Linked DNA regions of Rattus norvegicus: all the other regions are linked to region 1. The links are chromatin contacts, called in public Hi-C maps. All regions are on one chromosome and are shown on one strand. The core of a region is the stretch at or near the end of the contact, and the rest is flanking DNA. Distances in the headings are between cores, read along the strand shown.

Evidence for each region. Hi-C and Micro-C count contacts between places; a contact is called where the count stands out from the background.
Region 2: a contact with region 1 is called in a Hi-C map of liver, with 2.1 times the contacts expected there. The contact joins two enhancer-like sites. A contact is called at or near these places in 2 of 12 Hi-C or Micro-C datasets (kidney and liver).
Region 3: a contact with region 1 is called in a Hi-C map of Schwann cells, with 4 times the contacts expected there. The contact joins two enhancer-like sites. A contact is called at or near these places in 11 of 12 Hi-C or Micro-C datasets (the A7r5 cell line, the Rat2 cell line, Schwann cells and 6 more).

What each region holds. Positions count from the first base shown.
Region 1 is chr14:98,857,241-98,859,940 of GRCr8, reverse strand. LOC102547925 (a long non-coding RNA gene) reads right to left here. Exons shown (of 4, transcript XR_005493465.2): 2 at 946-2,700. Among named protein-coding and RNA genes, the nearest start is that of Slc1a4, 97 kb to the right of the region's middle. Within about 2 kb of position 1,385, at least 49 of the 93 cell types and tissues checked have an H3K27ac peak or open chromatin away from gene starts, as enhancers often do. A contact at or near this core is called in Schwann cells and liver, where this site is marked.
Region 2 is chr14:99,005,975-99,008,674 of GRCr8, reverse strand. The region is part of intron 1 of Sertad2 (SERTA domain containing 2); the gene reads right to left. Among named protein-coding and RNA genes, the nearest start is that of Sertad2, 37 kb to the right of the region's middle. Within about 2 kb of position 1,389, at least 60 of the 93 cell types and tissues checked have an H3K27ac peak or open chromatin away from gene starts, as enhancers often do. A contact at or near this core is called in liver, where this site is marked.
Region 3 is chr14:99,069,416-99,072,143 of GRCr8, reverse strand. No RefSeq gene overlaps it. Among named protein-coding and RNA genes, the nearest start is that of Aftph, 56 kb to the left of the region's middle. Within about 2 kb of position 1,348, at least 2 of the 93 cell types and tissues checked have an H3K27ac peak or open chromatin away from gene starts, as enhancers often do. A contact at or near this core is called in Schwann cells, where this site is marked.

The DNA.
Region 1 (2,700 bases), core at 136-2,635:
TGTCTCAAACTCCTCCCTCCCCAAAATCTATCTGCATGTACAGGAAATGTGACATCAGTGCCTTCAGGGAGACAAATGACAGGTGACCTTTGACCCCCAAATTCCTTTTCATACAGCATGTGCTACTCTTATGTTCAGAAGGAAGAGTTTTCTTTTCTTTCTATTATTCTTTAAAAGCTGTCATTTTGTCGCATATTTCCTTTTTATCTTTTTCTTCAAGATCTAGCAAAGAATAAAGAGGATTGAGACAGCGAGCCCATCCTCACATAGAATTCTTTTATTCTTTAATTTTAGAAACCCGCCCCCCCCCTTTTTTTCTTGAGACAGTCCAGGCTGTCCTTGAATTCCCGATCCTTCTGCCTCTACCTCCTTAGGGATAGGATTACAGACACAGGGCACCATGTCCAGCTTAATTTTAGAACGTTAGAAAAGTACCCTCCCTCCACATGACAGGTAATAGAGATAAAAGTGCACACTCCTTTGTGTGTTCATTGATTTTACCCATCATGTGCTGCTGTGCAGATAGATTCCTTTGGGATGAAGCCCCAGGCACCAAGGGTGAAGCTTCATTGAGAATGTGTGCTTAGCATATTTGAAACCAACGGTACTACCCCTAGCATTAAAAAAATAAACAAGATCTAAACCAGATGGTGGCGACCCATGCCTTTAATCCCAGCACCCAGGAGGCAGAGAGACAGGCCGAGCTCTGAGTTTGAGGCTAGCCTGGTCTATAGAGTATGTTCTAGCACAGCCAAGGCTACACAGAGGAACTCTGTCTCAGGAGAAAGAAAAAGAAATCTAACACAACAAAGAATCAATCAAGCTACATCCAACCTTACTTTAGGGGTCACTCCCTCCACAGGATGGGAGTGGTATCAACCACTTCCTTACACACTACCCTACCTCAGGTGGACACTGGGCCTTGTAACCATGCCCCATACATACCACACTGCCATGGCGCCTGTCGCTGGAGCCTCCACCAGGAGGTGGCCTTGAAGGTTTGTGACACCAAGTGTCCCTTCCTCCACACTGACTGGATATGAGCATTGGGATCTGAGGGGGGCGAATCTTTTCTGGCCTCAAGAGCTTTCTTCTGTTTGCCGAGTCCCCTCCAGGCTGATCTCCCACTTCTCCAGAGTCCTTGGCTTTTGTGCTTGGGCCAGCAGGAAAAAAGCCCTTGGCTTGGCTCTTTACCTGTCAGGAATCCAACATTTCCAGGGGGCTTGCTTGGTTTCAAGTATTGCCTGGTGCTTTTCCTCGCTCTGGAGCTGAGCTCTTGGCCGGGATTTCTTGGCTCCGGGAAAGATGGATGCCTGCCTCCCTGAGTGCTCTAGGCCTGTGTTTCATTTGCAGCTGTCCTGGCCCTGCACTGGGCGACAATCTCAGCCCTCCCCTGCCAGCCCAGCCCATCCTGCATGGCCGCAGAGGAGGCCCTTTGTATGGTTGTCCTGCAGCGTGGGAGGGAGGTGCTTCCGGTTTCCTCCTCAGCCCTGTGTCCTGCCTTCACTTCTGCACAGCCCAGGGGCAAGGGTGGCACTGACTGCAAGAGTCTGCTGGCTATCCCCTAGACTGAGCAAAGAACAATATGCCAACCTGAAACAACTCTGACCCCTAACTGCTTCTAAGTCAGACTGGGACCAGCTCAGCGCCTGGTGCTTTCCTGAGAGAACTTTGCAGCTGATCTTTCCCCACAGGGCTTGGCAAGGCTGTAAAGATTTGGAACCTAATGAATTCAACACATTAGGCCTAAAGCTCTGCCTGCCTAGGGTCTCCTTCCTGGATTTATTCCCCCAGGCACTCCCTGGCTTTGGAGTTCTCTGGCCTGATGCATGGCCCTGGAGTCCAAGAGTCAGGGAAACATTGTGGCTTATCTTGGTGACATTGTTGCTACCCCGAAGGGCTACAGTTTATAGGTGCCGGCAGGTGTTACCGTTTAGGACTTGAACACAGAAGCAGAGAACTCAAGAACCCTCCAGTGTGTCCCTGGCATTAAAGGTGCCCTGTGCCCTGGAACACCCAGAAGAGAAGCTGTATGTGCAAGTAACAAGGCCCTCGAACTCTGGATATTTCTGCCTCTGCCTTCCACGTGCTGGGACTGGGCCAGGCAGAAGGTAAAGGTGTTTAAGCGTGGCCTGAGTGGTTCTTGGGGTAAGAGGCTGAGAAACTGATGTGACCACATGCTGGGACTACAGGTGCTGGTCACTGTTCAGACAATACCCCACAGTGTAAAACCAAGTGCAGCGCCATCCACAGCCCCCGATTTCCTCTCAGTAACTTCTGCCTCAGGACTTGTGTCCTTACTGTTTCTTCTGTTGGAGCATCTCTCCACAGATCTTGACGGCTATCTTCTTGCTGGTAAGGTCACAGGGGGCATCTTCCAGACCAGCATTGCACCTTAGTCCTATAATATTAGTGTGGGTTAGCCCTTTCCCCTTATCCTTTCACCTCCCCCACCTTTTCCTGCCCTGTTCCCATTCTCCAGAATTTCCATGTAGCCCAGGCTGTACTCAAATTCTCAATCTCCCAACCTCAACCTTCAAGCTCTGGGATTTCAGGCACGGGCCACTCATTATATACAGCCTACTTTAATTTCTTCATATACTCACCATCATATAAAACAGTTTAACTTCGTATCTATTCTGCTCTTCCTATTAAGATATAAAATACAGAAGTAGGGAAAGATGTCTTACTTGGGAAAGA
Region 2 (2,700 bases), core at 140-2,639, 150 kb before region 1:
TTAAAAACATCAAAACCAAAAAAATGTGTTACAATTTAAAAATTCTAATTTATTGTTTCAGAATAAATTAGACATACATTTTCTTCTCCTTTTTCTTTATGAATCCCATGATGCCGAACTCATAGGAGACTTTTACCTGCAGTCTCCGGTGTCTGTTAAAGCCAGGACGGGGCCAGAGAGAAGCCTGGCGGTTAAGAGCCTGTTGCTGTCATGGCAGGGCCAGGTTCAGTTCCCAGCACCCACGCGATGGCTCACAGTTACCTTCTGACTCCAGTTCCCAGATCTGATGCCCTCTTCTCACCTCCAAAGGCACCATGCACATATGTGTGCACAGACATACATACACATAAAAATAAAATAACGAATACTGGACATATGTAGACTCTCATTATCTCCCATGACTTTATGGTAATTGTCTCTCTGGTTAGTTTTGAGGTATTGTCTTACATTAAAAGTATAATTATATTCTTAATAAAGGGCCGAGCAGGAAGCATGGTGTCACATGTCTGTAATCTGAGTGCCTGACTCGAGACATGAAGGTGCCAAGTTCAAGGTCTGAGTTACGTAGTGAGACCCTGGTTCAAAAAAGAATATGCATAAAGCTCACGGCAATGTTACAGCAACCTGAAGTTCTTAAGGAGAAGGGAGTCCGACAGGGCTCATTTCTTGATTGCTAGCTAATGTCTACCATGCCAGAAAGATCCTAAACTTTCTCGAAATATGAAGGCCATTTGGCTATCTTCTCAAGACTCCAAAGAATTTATTTAACATATACATCTATTCTTTTATCTCCTTATTTACTTTGTCTTGTTGCTCTGGAGTTGGACCAAGGGCCACACAAAAATAGGCAAGCACTTTGCTGTTGGGTTGAATCTCTGTCATCTACTGTCTTTGACATTTTAGTATGGAGATAGTCTTGCTAAGTTGTCATGGCTTGCCTAAAACTTGCTGTCCTCCTGCCTCAGACTCCAGAGTGGCTGAGACTACAGATACTTGCCACTAGATCCGATATGTTGTTTTAAAATGGAAACCAGCCCCCACCCCCAGATCCCCCTCGCATATACCCAGTATTTTTCTCAGGGATATTCAGGTAGCCACTCACTGCACCGGGCTCTTCCTTTGTGCACACTGACACCCGATCTTGATGTCTGTGCACATCATGTTGTCGGAGCGTATGAGTAGTGTGACTCATTTTCAAAGAGACTGTCTTGAAACAAGCCTAAGTACACGCTTCTCTGCAAGCTAGCAGGCATTCGAAGCTAGGTGGTTCTAAATAAAGAACTCTAGTCAACAACAGGAAATAACTCCCACAGAATACAAACTCTCACCAGCTCTTGCCCACAGTTCACAACAGCCTTTTGTTCGCCCCACAGCACGCCTGAGGCCTCTCCTCCTCAGAGCATGCTGAGGCCTCTCAGAGCCATGAAGCATTTCCCATTCTCCTGCTTGTGTCCTTGCTTTTTCCCCTCTGAGGAAGTAAATTTACAAAAATTTCTGTGAGACAGAAGGAGCAGAAAGAAAACAAGGCAATGTGCTATTGTAATGTTGCTGCGCTGTCTTAAATGCTTTTCAAAAACTTTTCTTCTTTTTTCTTAAAAATTTGCTTTTGCCAGGCATGATGGTACACACTTTGTGCTGGCTAATTTTATCTCAACTTGACACAAGCTAGAGTCATCTGAGGGGAGGAAACCTCGATTGAGAAAATGCCTCTCTAAGATCAGGCTGCCGACATGCCAGTAAGGTGTTAATTAGTGACTGATGGGGAGGGCCCAGCCCACTGTGGGTGGGGCCATCCCTGGTCTAGTTGGGTTCTACAAGAGATCGAGCCATGGGAGCAAGCCAGTAAGCAGCACCCTCCATGGCCTCTGCACCAGCTCCTGCCTCCAGGTTCCTGATCTGACTTCCTCTAGTGATGGACTGTGATCTGAAGTGTAAGCCAAATATAAACCCTTTCCTCCCCAACCTGCTTTTGGTCATGATGTCTCATTGCAGCAATGGAAACCATAACTAAGACCACATGCTTGTGGTGCTAGTGCCTGGGACACTGAGGCAAGAGGATCGTGAGTTCAGGACCAGCTAGGTCTATCCAGAGAAAGTGTCTCAAAACCAACAACAATAAAACTCCTGTTTCCCATCCAATGTGTATGACACCACATGTGGATGCGCACTCACACCACACATTTACAGGAATGTAACCTGTAACCTGAACTGTTCGTTTCTACCCCTTTTAATAAAGATGCAGTTACCAGCCCATGAAAATCTAGTTTGATGGATTATCAACATTTTATCCTTGACATTTTAAGAAAGCGGAGCAACCAGAAGATACGTTCATATTCTTTTCAAGATGTCCGTCTCCAGTCTTAAGAGAAAGAAGAAACTTAAGACTTCAAGCCAACCAAACACAGGGACGCCTAGGTAGTGCTTTTCTTTCTCCTTTTCTTCTGGAATCTACTGTGGTTGGTTTGACGCTCAACCACAACACAGGCACTCCCTCCCGACAGAAAGCGGACTACAGACTGGCATTTCTTAAATCCCTTGAACGTTAGTGTCACCTTCTAGCAGACAACAAAACACAGACTCGGTGGGCTCTACCTTAACACAGGAGGACTCCTCCCCCAGGGGAAGGCTGTCCCATGGTGGGCGCAGGTAGCTCTTCCTGTCTTTACCCTTCACAGCTTCACTCTGGTTCCTGCTCTGAAA
Region 3 (2,728 bases), core at 99-2,598, 210 kb before region 1:
GTTGAGAGCACTGGCTGCTCCTCCAGAGGTCCCGAGTTCAATCCCCAGCAACCACATGGTGGCTCACAACCATCTGTAATGGGATCTGATGTCCTCTTCTGGTGTGCATGAAGACAGCATACTCATATACATAAATAAATTTTTTAAATCCCCATGATTCATTAGAACATATCTTCAGAATGTTGAGAAAGAATTTATAGGAGTACCCCCTCCAAGAAAACGTTTGCACAAAACTCCTTAAAGGTAATTTGGGAGGTAGGTAGAGAGATGGTACAATGGTTAAGGACACGTGTGGCACTTGAAGAGAACCAGGGTTTGGTTTCCAGCAGCTACACGGTGGCTCACAAATGTCTGAAACTCCAGTTCCAGGGATCCAACGCCCTGTTCTGACCTGTACCAGGGCCAAGCACACGTGAGTTGCTCATGCATACATGCAGACAGAATAACCACACCTGTGAAAACGTGTGAGTCTAAGACAAAGGTAATTTTAGAATGTTATATTTTAGACATTTGCCAGAAAAAAAGTTGCATATTTGCTAGAGGACAGGCTGCCAGCCAGTGGCACCCTGCAGTGTCCACTTGACAGCCTCTTCGTTGCTGGGTAAGTATGGCCTACAGTGACAGATGCTTCAAGTCTCTGGTATTTCATGCATAGAAGAAAATGGGCTGCTGGACAGCACTATCTGCCCCCCTCCCTGCCAGCCACTATGTCCGAAAGTTCAGCTCTGCCTGTTTACGACTGATCACAGCTGCTCGAGCTGACTATGTCAGTCTCAGAGTGGAGGATGGGGAGTTACGGGACCCTCAACTGAGTACCCAGCCACTTGTGTGCAACTTGGTCCTAACCACACATGGCCTTGGGGCTGTAGTCTGAGGAGGATGAGGTGAATTGGGCTCCATCTATGCAGCCATGGGGAAGATATCATCCATACTGGGTGGAGACGTTGCAGTGCGGCCTTTTTGGGATCATTTGTGCTCCTGTGATTGGCCCCTCCTCCAATGCCCTATAAATATCCCTAATAAACTCATTAAGTGTTTGGAAGGCAAGGGGGAGAACTGGTGCAATCAAACTGCTTTGTCATTGGGACCTTATAAGGAGGGAGGTATATGTTACATGGTCTCCCCACCCACGATGAAAATTTTCATGACAGGAATGTGATGGCCGTTTTAATTGTCAACTTGGCTGCATCTAGATTCTTGGAACTTCCATTCATAAACAGCCATTGTTGGATTAGCTCAATTGAAGTCTTTAAGTCATTCTAGTAAATCCCCTTTATGTAGAGATTCATTCTCTTATGTTCTACTATTCTAGAACCCTAATACAAAGGGCTATAGAGTCAAAACAGCTCTCAGTCAAGCGTGTTTCACACTCACAGTGTCCTGAATTTGACCTCAAGTACGTATGCTTGTAGATCCCACAAGCAAAGGAAAAGAAAACTGAGGAAGAAGTAACTTTAGAGTCTGTTAGGGCTGAAAGATGAGCTGCTCAGTGCTCCCCTAAACCTCTCCCAGGAACACCCCCCCCCCAGAGGCATCAGAGCTGGGACACATGCAGCCGGGGGTTGTCCTGCCTAGGCTAATACTGGGGCTGAATGGTTACAGGAAATTCTCTGTTGCTGCAGAATATTAAGGGCCAAGAAGGAGTTGAAGCTCATAGCCGAGGAAATTGAAGCATAAATAAGGAAACTGACGTGTGCAACATCCATATCCTGAGGCAAGAGCACATCTGTATCCAGAGGCAGGACCTATGCCCGGCTTTGTTGCTAGCACTGTCTCGCCATAACCTATGGTTTCAAGCTGTCCCCTAGTGTTGGATAACCCTAATCCTCCCCCCACGCACACCCCCAACCTCTGTCTGAAGGTCACTGTCACAGTCTTCTTTCCATGCTGTCTTCTTCTGTATACAGCGTTCTTATCTGAATCCCATCCTATTGGCTGAGTGCCTCTTAACTGTTCCCCAGGCTGGACCAGGTGTCACCTCACCACTGACATGGGCTTCATGCTTATTCTATTTCAAACGTCTAACATAGCCTACAATTCTATCCCCAGTGGTGACAAATCTGCCTCTTTACCGCATGCAGAACAACACCCCCCGCCCCAACTGCCTTGGAGTCAGACTGTCATCTACTTCTATTGATGAGTTTCTAAAACCTGAAAGCAGGTTTTACATTTATCCTTCCCAACCTCACTGTGTCCACTTTAGACATTGCTTCAGATGTCCATGTCCCCAAAGTGTCTTTGTACCCACCCTATGCAGTCTCTCCCTCCTTCCTCCACCTTGTTCTCTATTGACTGATGAACAAACTTTGTGTCCAGATCACCAAATCGAACATTGACCAATAGGAACCCCCACAAATGCCTGCACAGAGCACCAGGCAAGCTCCTGGTGCTGTAGCTTCTCAACAGAAAGTCACCATGTTCCTTCATCTTGACCACAGATCGCAATGAGCAAAGCCCTGCCGAATCCAGTTACAGGACTCGTGACACCACATGGGCCAGCATAATAATTCACCTGCACCAGGAGGTGATAAGTCCAGGACAAAAGGGTCTGCACAGGTGTGGTGCACAGCTGTGATCCCATAATTCAGGAAGTTGGGGCAGGAGGGTCAGAAGTTTAAAGATGGTTTGGACTATAGAGAGATTCGATAAAATGAGGGGTGGGGATATTCACATCACCTGTGGCACACAGTAAACACTTGGCCAATGTTTATCATAATTCATCTGGGTC